3 separate regions of the Mus musculus genome follow, and regions 1 and 2 are each linked to region 3. A link is a contact called in public HiCAR-type and promoter capture Hi-C data. All regions are on one chromosome and are shown on one strand. Each heading gives the region's core, a stretch centred on a gene start, on an enhancer-like site or on the middle of the called end of the contact. The rest is flanking DNA. Distances are from core to core; before and after follow the strand shown.

The links. Promoter capture Hi-C pulls out the DNA fragments that hold promoters and counts their contacts. HiCAR-type assays count read pairs that join an accessible place to other places.
Region 1: a promoter capture Hi-C map of erythroid cells shows a contact between it and region 3, with 12 times the contacts expected there. The contact joins the promoter of Bcas3 here to the promoter of Mrm1 in region 3. A contact is called at or near these places in 1 of 39 promoter capture datasets (erythroid cells), 6 of 484 Hi-C or Micro-C datasets (CD8 T cells, embryonic stem cells, natural killer cells and 2 more), 1 of 115 datasets of contacts at active chromatin or transcription factors (memory CD8 T cells) and 2 of 9 other capture datasets (macrophages and pancreatic islet).
Region 2: a HiCAR-type map of astrocytes shows a contact between it and region 3, with 6 times the contacts expected there. The contact joins the enhancer-like site here to the promoter of Mrm1 in region 3. A contact is called at or near these places in 7 of 39 promoter capture datasets (the 3T3-L1 cell line, the HPC-7 cell line, cranial neural crest and 3 more), 2 of 15 datasets of contacts at CTCF or cohesin (embryonic stem cells and large pre-B cells), 2 of 484 Hi-C or Micro-C datasets (bone marrow-derived macrophages and stem cell-derived motor neurons), 18 of 115 datasets of contacts at active chromatin or transcription factors (PVALB interneurons, T-cell acute lymphoblastic leukemia, astrocytes and 15 more) and 1 of 9 other capture datasets (liver).

The regions. Positions count from the first base shown.
Region 1 is chr11:85,351,855-85,354,676 of GRCm38.p6, forward strand. It overlaps Bcas3 (breast carcinoma amplified sequence 3), which reads left to right and starts at 1,310. Exons shown (of 24, transcript NM_001166643.1): 1 at 1,310-1,379.
Region 2 is chr11:84,099,876-84,102,575 of GRCm38.p6, forward strand. The region is part of intron 8 of Tada2a (transcriptional adaptor 2A); the gene reads right to left. Among named protein-coding and RNA genes, the nearest start is that of Tada2a, 28 kb to the right of the region's middle. Within about 2 kb of position 1,251, at least 21 of the 459 cell types and tissues checked have an H3K27ac peak or open chromatin away from gene starts, as enhancers often do. A contact at or near this core is called in astrocytes, pancreatic cancer cells, stem cell-derived neural progenitor cells and 1 more, where this site is marked.
Region 3 is chr11:84,818,087-84,820,898 of GRCm38.p6, forward strand. It overlaps Mrm1 (mitochondrial rRNA methyltransferase 1), which reads right to left and starts at 1,429. Exons shown (of 5, transcript NM_145433.1): 1 at 751-1,429; 2 at 514-607. The coding sequence starts at 1,286. It overlaps Dhrs11 (dehydrogenase/reductase (SDR family) member 11), which reads right to left. Exons shown (of 7, transcript NM_177564.5): 7 at 2,642-2,812.

The sequences.
Region 1 (2,822 bases), core at 60-2,559, 530 kb after region 3:
CCACCATTGCCCAGCCAGCGAGTTTCTTTTGGTCTTGGTGTTTCGTCACAGCAATAGAAACCCTAACTAAGACATATGGCCATGGAAATGAGTTTTTTTGGCCTTGACCACGACCTCCAGCTAACTCTTGACACTGATGACATGCCTAAAAAGTCTACTTTAACCTGTATGATAGGCAAAGGTACTTTTACGAATTCCTTGTTGGTCATACCTAGCCGCCTAGTCCACATCTAGGCAGGAGCATCATGTCCAAATTCCAGGCCCGTTTATTATTTTTAAAAGAATTATATCTTATTAAAAAAGATTTTTTGGAAGGGACAGTGTTTTCAAACTTGGTGGCACTGGACTGGCTTAGAACTTGTTATGTACACCAGTGCTGGGAATATAGGGAATATAGTGCATGTGTTACTGGAATCCCATAAAAAGAGATTTTGGTACAGGTTACTAGGTGCTCAGGGGAAAGATATATGGGAAAGCTAGGAGTGTGATTGTGGGTTTCTTTAAGCAAGAGCTCCCGGCCTACGACTACTTGAGACTCCATGAACCCTTAAGACGTATCCAATGCCATCTTGCAAAGCCCCAGGTAGTCTTCTTAGACTCTCTATGGATCCCTATATTGTGCAACAAGTTCCCCCTTCCAAAGTCTGGGGCCTCTCCATTTCCAGATGTTCACGAACATCCATTCCTATGACAGTAACCATTAAGGACTCCAACAAAATTTCTTACAGGCCCCCTTATTCAGAGCAAGACGTACTCAGCAGGGGACTGAACACGGACTGCCAGCCTAGACTCCCGGAAGGTAAACACAGCGCCGCGGGCGGGGTGGAGGGCGGGCTCGGGCAGCCTGAGTGGTCAGGTAAAAGTGATTGGCAGCTGCCACGTCCACGTGCTTTTAGCTTCAAATCAGCTGTCGCGAGAATTCGATGTAAACACACCAGTATACCTGGCTTCGGGCTCCTCGCTGGAGACTTCTGGCTGAGGTCCGCAGGTATTTGGTGCATGTAGCGTTTCCTTAAAACAGAAAATCCACCAAGGTGCCTCTTCCAGGCCCGCAGACACGCCTGCCTTTTCTCCCCTGCCGCCTGCATTCACAACCGAACCTGACCCACCCGCTTCACCCGAACTTCCATACTGTTGTGTTTTCCCTCCAGCCCCAGCGGATTGGATGGATTCTGAAGGCGGGTCCGCCTCTTTCCTACTCGCTGGTTGGCGAAGCTGACCTCCAAGGGCGGTGCCGCGCCGGGGCCAGTTTGCTCCTGGGATTGGCTGATGCGGTGGTTCCGCCGAGGCGTGGTAGGAAGTGCTAGCCGTCAATCACGAGGGAGACTCCAAACAGTGAGCCTGAAGCTGGAGAACAGCGTTTACCGGCGGAGCGGCCGGTGAGAGGGCTGGCGGGTCTTTGGCTTAGGGGAGGTTTGGAGAGGGAAAGGGACAGGCAGCATGAGGAAACAGGGCTTGACCAGCCCCAGTTGACGGGGAAAGGTGCTGAAACTGGAGGAGAGCTGGGCAAGAGGCCAGAGGGCGGCCGGGGGCAGTGGTGGTAGGGCTTTGGAGGTGAAGTGTGGAGTGTTGTTCCCGTGACTTTGGGGAGAGTGGGGCCCGAGGGGCTTTCGAGGAGCTGTTCTCAAGTGACAAGGCCTTTAAAGGACAGAGGTGGGGAGACTGGTTCGGGTAATAGAGGGTGGAATGAAGATGAGAGTACTGAGGGGTCTGGTGAAAGGTACTGCCTAAGAAAGGGGTAGCTGGACTAGTTGGGACAATGGGTTGTTTGGGTTGTATAGGAATGTGGGGATCAACAGTTTGGGGTTTTTCAAATGAGGTGGTACAGTGAACCCTTCTTAAAAGTGATGCTTTTAGGCTGTGGGCTTTCCTGAGCCTTGTAAGACATCTTTAGTTCTGTTGCCAGTCCCCCTTTAACCATAATGAAGCAGACTCTGTACTCTCCAAACCACCTCTATGATTCAGAAACTCATTAGATAGTCAAGGTCTGGGACTTACTTAGACTGTGGGAAAATCCAGAGGCTCCTTATATTATACGAGTTTATATTCCAAATTTGTTTACACGCTGGTGATTACGTTACAATAGCTGGAGGTTAAAATATTATTTAAATGTGGCTACACAGTTTTATCTGTCCTCAACAGATTTATCTGAAGGCAGAGTGGTATCCTGTTACGTGTATTTGTTCTGAGGCTCACATGGGCCATCTGGTCTTTATATGGCTGTGCCCTTAAGGTTGACTTTGAACTCCTGATCCTCCTGCCTCTGCCTCTCAGGCATGCATATGCATCACCACCTGTGACCAGCTTTTTAAATTATTATTATTATTATTATTATTATTATATTTTTAAAAATAAAATACTAAGAATCTCAGGCTTACATTGCCCTTGAACTCAAGGCAATTTCCTTGCCTCAGCCTCCTGGGAACTGGAACTGCTGGTATGTTATGTCCCACTGAGCTTTATATTTGCATTTCTTTATTTTTCTTTTTTTAAAGATTTATTTATTTTTATATATGTAAGTACACTGTCGCTGTCTTCAGATATACCAGAAGAGCGCTTCATAACCCATTACAGATGGTTGTGAGCCACCATGTGGTTGCTGGGAATTGAACTCAGGACCTGTGGAAGAGCAGTCAGTGCTCTTAACCCCTGAACCATCTCTTCAGCCCTATATTTGTTTTTCTAAGTGATCCTGTGTTATATAGTTCCCATTTAGTTCTCTGTCTCTTTTCCTCCTAGTTATAAATTATAGGAAGATTCTGCCAAAGACTGAACTGTCTTGACTTTCAGATACTGCATAGTTCAAGGTCAGCCTCAATTCC
Region 2 (2,700 bases), core at 1-2,500, 720 kb before region 3:
TGGTTCAGTAATAAAGACACATACCACCAAACCAGACAATCTGACTTTGATCCCTGAAATTCACATGATGGAAGAAGAGAGCCAACTCCTACAAGTTGTCCTCTGACCTCCATATTAGTGTCATGGCATACACACATGCACACACATACCACACACATAGAACTAAATAAATTACCCCCGCAAAACACCCTCAAAACCAACAAAATCTTGATGGTATTGTACAATGCTAAGGACAGACTTGAGAATGGTTCTGCTACTTGCTGCTTGTATATAATTTCCAGTTTCTCCATCTGTAAAGCCAAAATAATGGTAACTCTCAACTCAGAGGGTCTTGTAAGTATTAGATGACTTCACAGAGCTAAGTGAAGTGGTGCATACCATAAGCCATGCAGTAGGCTAAAACAGAAAAAAAAGAGTTTGAGAGCAGCTTAGGTTACATAGCAAGACCCTGTTCCAATAGAAAAAAAATTCATATATGTGAAGGACTTAAAATGGCACCTGGCAAACAGTAAATGAAATATATCTTAGCTATTAATAGTAGTATTAATGTTAGTATTATTATAGCATTTCTACCTATGCATATACAACTGGTTTCTATAAAATGAGAGACAGTAACAAGTGAATGCAGAAAGATCTGCTGGACCTCTGGTATACAGTTAAAGGTCTAAAAGCTGGGAATTTAAATAGAAGAAATACACTGTGGAGAATAAAGGGGGTCCATGGCTGGCAGAGGAGCCTTGATGAAGTGAAGTTTCACAGAGAGATGGCATGCATGTTTGGCATGGTGGCACATGAGTGAAGTATCAGTGTGTGAAAACAGACGGACACAGCAGGATTCCAGGACAGCCTGATCCACAGGGCAAGTTCTAAGTCAGCCTTGGCGACAGAGTTAGTCTGAAACCAACCAGCCAGAGGGAGCGCAAACTATGCTAGCATATAACCCTGAGAAGCCTTGCAAACCCTGACTCAGCCCACAGTGCCTGGTGCCTTCACTTCCCTGGGTTATAGGACAATAACCAGAAAGACGATCCACCCATAAGTTTAGGACCCTGGGACATTTTAAGAAAGGGGTTGTCCACATATTTAGAGAGATTTTTTTCCGCAGATAAAAAGAGGTGAGCCTAGTGGGCCGGCTCACTAAGCATCTGCCTGGAAATCTCACAGTGTCACAAGACTGGAGACTTAATGAGTCCTCGTTTCTTTCTGCACCAGCAATAGCTTATGTCAACAAGGTAGGAGACAGTACCACTCACGAGACTACAGAACTTCCTTATTTTCCTCAGACATTGCTGTACGGGACATGCGTTTCCTGGACCCATGGTAGGAACCTTCTGGTATACTTGGAATGTAATTAACTATCACTCTATTGCACCCATGACTCTATAATAGACTACAAAGCTGACTTTATTGGATAAATTCCATGAATCAACACAAATCTTTGGGTGACACAAAGAAAGCTTGTTGGCATCAGCCCAAATTCCTTTCAGTATTATGAGTGAGGGAGTCTGAAAGGAATGTTGCTAATGCCCAGCTGTATTAGAAGTACAATGGTATGGAATAATAACACCAGCCTGCATTGCACACCATCATCCACTGGACACATGTACACCCTGACTAATTGGTGTCATTCTTCACTGATATGGGACACAAAGAAACAGGACTCCAAGGACTTGCCCAGGATTCCACAGTGACTCAGAAGCAAGCCCAAGCTTGAATCAATGTCCCGATTCCCACCAATCTGTGCCCCTCCGTGTGCCAGGTATGCTTAAACGTTCCTTCTTGTTCCTTCCTGAGTCTCTTGGGCTCTTGGACTACTTTAGTTATTGTTCTGAGAGATTGCTGGGGACAGCATGTGTCAGCCATGGCTATGCTGTCAGAAAGGCTACTCAAAGAGCTCAGAGCCATAAACAAGGTACTGACAGTGTGCTGCCAGGAAGACACGCCCTTGATCTCCAGTGCTTCCCAAATAGTCTCTTTAAGAGCAGTTATCTGTGTATCATACAGTTCACAACACTCAGTCTCCAGTGTGGAGGAAAGTGACACATCCCAGTAAATGCAGCACCCAGGAGCTGGACATAGAATCAGGAGTTCAAAACTATCCTTGCCAAAAAAAAAAAAAAAAAAAAAAAAAACACCAACCAACCAACCAAACAAACAAACAAAAAAGTTGGGCGGTGGTGGTGCATGCCTTTAACCCCAGCACTTGGGAGGCAGAGGCAGGCAGATTTCTGAGTTCGAGGCCAGCCTGATAACAGAGTGAGTTCCAGGACAGCCAGGGCTACATAGAGAAACCCTGTCTTGAAAAACCAAAAAAAAAAAACCCAAAACTCTCCTTGGCTATAAGGCAAGTTTGGGACTCTAGGCTATGTAAGACGCTGTCTCCATTTCTAACATGGGAAGCGGAGCTGGGGAAACAGATCAGTCGGTAAAGCTCTTAACCTGAACCCACTTGAAAGAAAGGCTGGGCGTGGTGGCACATACTTACAATTCTCGGGGAGTTGGAGACAGCCACATCCCCAGGGCTCACTGTGCATCTAGTCTAGTCTACCTGGCAAGTTCTGGCTAGAGTGAGAGGCTGTCTCAAGAAAAAGACGGGGCAGCACCTGAAGAATGACTCCTAAGGTTGCCATCTGACTTCCAGATATATGTGTACAGGCATACACACAGGAGCACAAATGTATACCTAAATAATAACAATAA
Region 3 (2,812 bases), core at 179-2,678:
CAGGCAGCTTTCTTCAGCCTCTTTTCAAGGTTATTTTCTCACTGAGGGATGAGGGTGGGGACAGGGGAAGGATAGAGGGTGGAGGGACTGCCAAATGCGGGGCAATGCTGCCCCCTAGAGTCTAGCTAGGAAACACACAGCTAAAGAACACTAAAGCTCGCCCCTTGGAAAGCCTTGTTTAAATCGCTTTGAAGTTGAGCTTCCGGGTACCCACGACTCCAGTCCACCAGCTCCCTGGAGTACTGCTGAAGTCCCACGGTTGTCAGACATTGACTTGCCGACACAGGTGGCCATGGCGTGTAGTAAATGAGACGAGGAAATCCCTAACTTCAGACGATGCTCTATTTAAAAGGCCCTGGGATCTTTCCTGGTGGGACTTAGAAGGTCGTAGGAATCAATGCCACCACGTCCCTTCTCTTCCTCCTCCCCCAATCCACTGCGTTGGAGATAGCTTTAACATCCCTAACTAGAGTCATCGCCTCCGCCTCTTCTTCCCCTCTCGCCCCATTTTACCTGCAAAAAACCGGGCAGGTCAGGAGTGGCGAACACGTCCATCACCTCCATAGCCCCAGCGCTGGCCTTGCTGACTACTGGAGTAAGCGGACAGCTGCAAAGGATCCCCACGATCCGTGTTAAAACCAGAAAATCTCTAGCCCCGCGCCCTACACACCCCGGGGCTCCCCGCCCAGTGCTTAGGAGCTTGGCTCCGCCTCCAGATTGGGCGTAAACTGAATTAAGGGACGTCCGTGCCTGTTTCTCTGGCTGGTGATGACTCTGTCTACGCCGAGGAAGTGAGCGGAGCGCATCACAGCCCCAAGATTGCGGGGATCCTGGAGCCCCTCAAGGACGAGCCACAGCTGCTGAGGGTCGTCGCCTGAGCTCGTGTCTGCCGCCTCATCGCAAGGCCGGGGTCGCAGCGGGCTCACCTCCATGCACACGCCCTGGTGCACTTGGTAGCCGCACAAGGCATCCAGTTTCTGACGCCTGGGCCTCAAGACAGGGATGCCCCGAGCCTCGGCCACCCGGAGCAGCTCGGCTCGCTCCCCCTGCAGCCCAGCCTTACCGGCCTGGAGCAGGAGCCGGGCCACGCGCCGACGGGCAGCCCGCAAGGCCAGGAGGCATGGGGACAAGCCAAATAGACGTTCCAGCCGCTGGGCCGGCGCCAGGTCATCCAGAAGCAAGCGACTCAGCTCCTCCCCGCCAGGCCGTTCCCCGCGCCGAGCCACCGAGGAGAAATGGCGGGCAATCAGGCGACTGAAGCACCCGACCGTCCAGAGTCGCCGCATTGCTCCAGCAGCGCCCGAGACTCCACTGACAGACAGCTGGGGAGGACCCGTTGACCTCCCACACTTCGTCCCCTCACAAGGACTGCCCACAACCTGACCCTCGAGCCAAGACAGTCACCTCCCAGCCTCCCACGTGGGTCCCCAGCTTCCGGGTTCTGGAGGCCCAGCCCCCTGTCCGATGACGCACATGTGCGCTTGGCGGCAACCACGTCTCCACTGCACCCCCTACAGGAGTGAGTCGCACTGCCTCCGCTGACGCAGGCGAGCCTAGAGGCTGTGCTGGTGCTGAGCTAACCTTGGACTGCTCCCGGGTGAAGGAAGAAGTTAGAAGGCGTTCACCTGCTCGTCCTCAAAGACCACCGCATGTCAGTGGTTTGGCCATCTGTTCAATCCTCAGTCTTGGAGCCATCCTACATCCTGGCACAATGTCATAGTTGGGACTTTCTCCCAGAAGCATATCCTGTCAGACCCTCAGCACCAGCCAGCAGAACCCCTAGAATATTTCCCATCTCCCGAAAGCCCCAACGAGCCTACGGTATTTCTGCTGACAAGCAGCCGATGCCCTTGGCCCATGGTAATTCTACGACTTCCTTGCTCACTGCCCAGACTGGCTCTTTTCAGCCTAGTCTTTTAAAATATCTTTTTAAACCTTTTCCCTTTTCCTAATGATTCCTTTTTTTTTTTAATGTGCATTGTTGTTTTGCCTGCATGTACATCTATGAAGGTGTTGGATCCCCAAGAACTGAAGTTACAGTTGTGGGTGCTGGGAATTGTACCAGGGTTCTCTGGAAGAGCAGCCAGTGCTCTTAACATTTGAGCCATTTCTCCAGCCCCCACCCCCTCTTTTTTAAAATCAATGTCTCACTAAGCAGCCCTCATGGATGGCCTGAAACTCGTTGTGTAGCCCAGGCTGGCCTCAAATCCACAGAGGTCTCCCTGCTTCTGCTTCTCAAATGTTGGGATTAAAGGTGTGCAATAGTATTAGTATACCTGGCTCCAACTTATTTTTCAAAATTCTTTCACATGTGCGGGCATATTGTTTGTCCGTGTGGCTGTGCACCACATGTGTGCCTGGTGGCCCAGCGAGAGAGAGGAGGATGTAGGACTCCCTGGGACTGGAATCAACATGGGTCCTCTAGAGCAGCAGTGGATGTACTTAATTATGTATTTTGGGGACATTTGTATCCTTGGCTCCTATGGCTGGCCTGGAACTAACCATCTCCTGTGCCCACTCCAGAAGTGATGTTCCGAATCTACCCACCTTCCTAGCTACCTGGAAGGAATTCTGAGACACCAACCACACTGATCACCAGGAAGGGGGGAAAAAACTGAAAGATACTTCTGAAGGTAGAGTAGGTTGTAATCTCTCTCTTTAATTGTTACAGTGAAATGTAGTAGGAGACAGACCCTGATACTCTGTAGCCGTGGTAAGGACCCCAGGGTGAGGGCCAAAACTTGGCTGGAGAGCTGGGGGGGGGGGAGGCAGGAGGGTTGGGAAGGGAACCTGGAACCCTGGACAACCACAC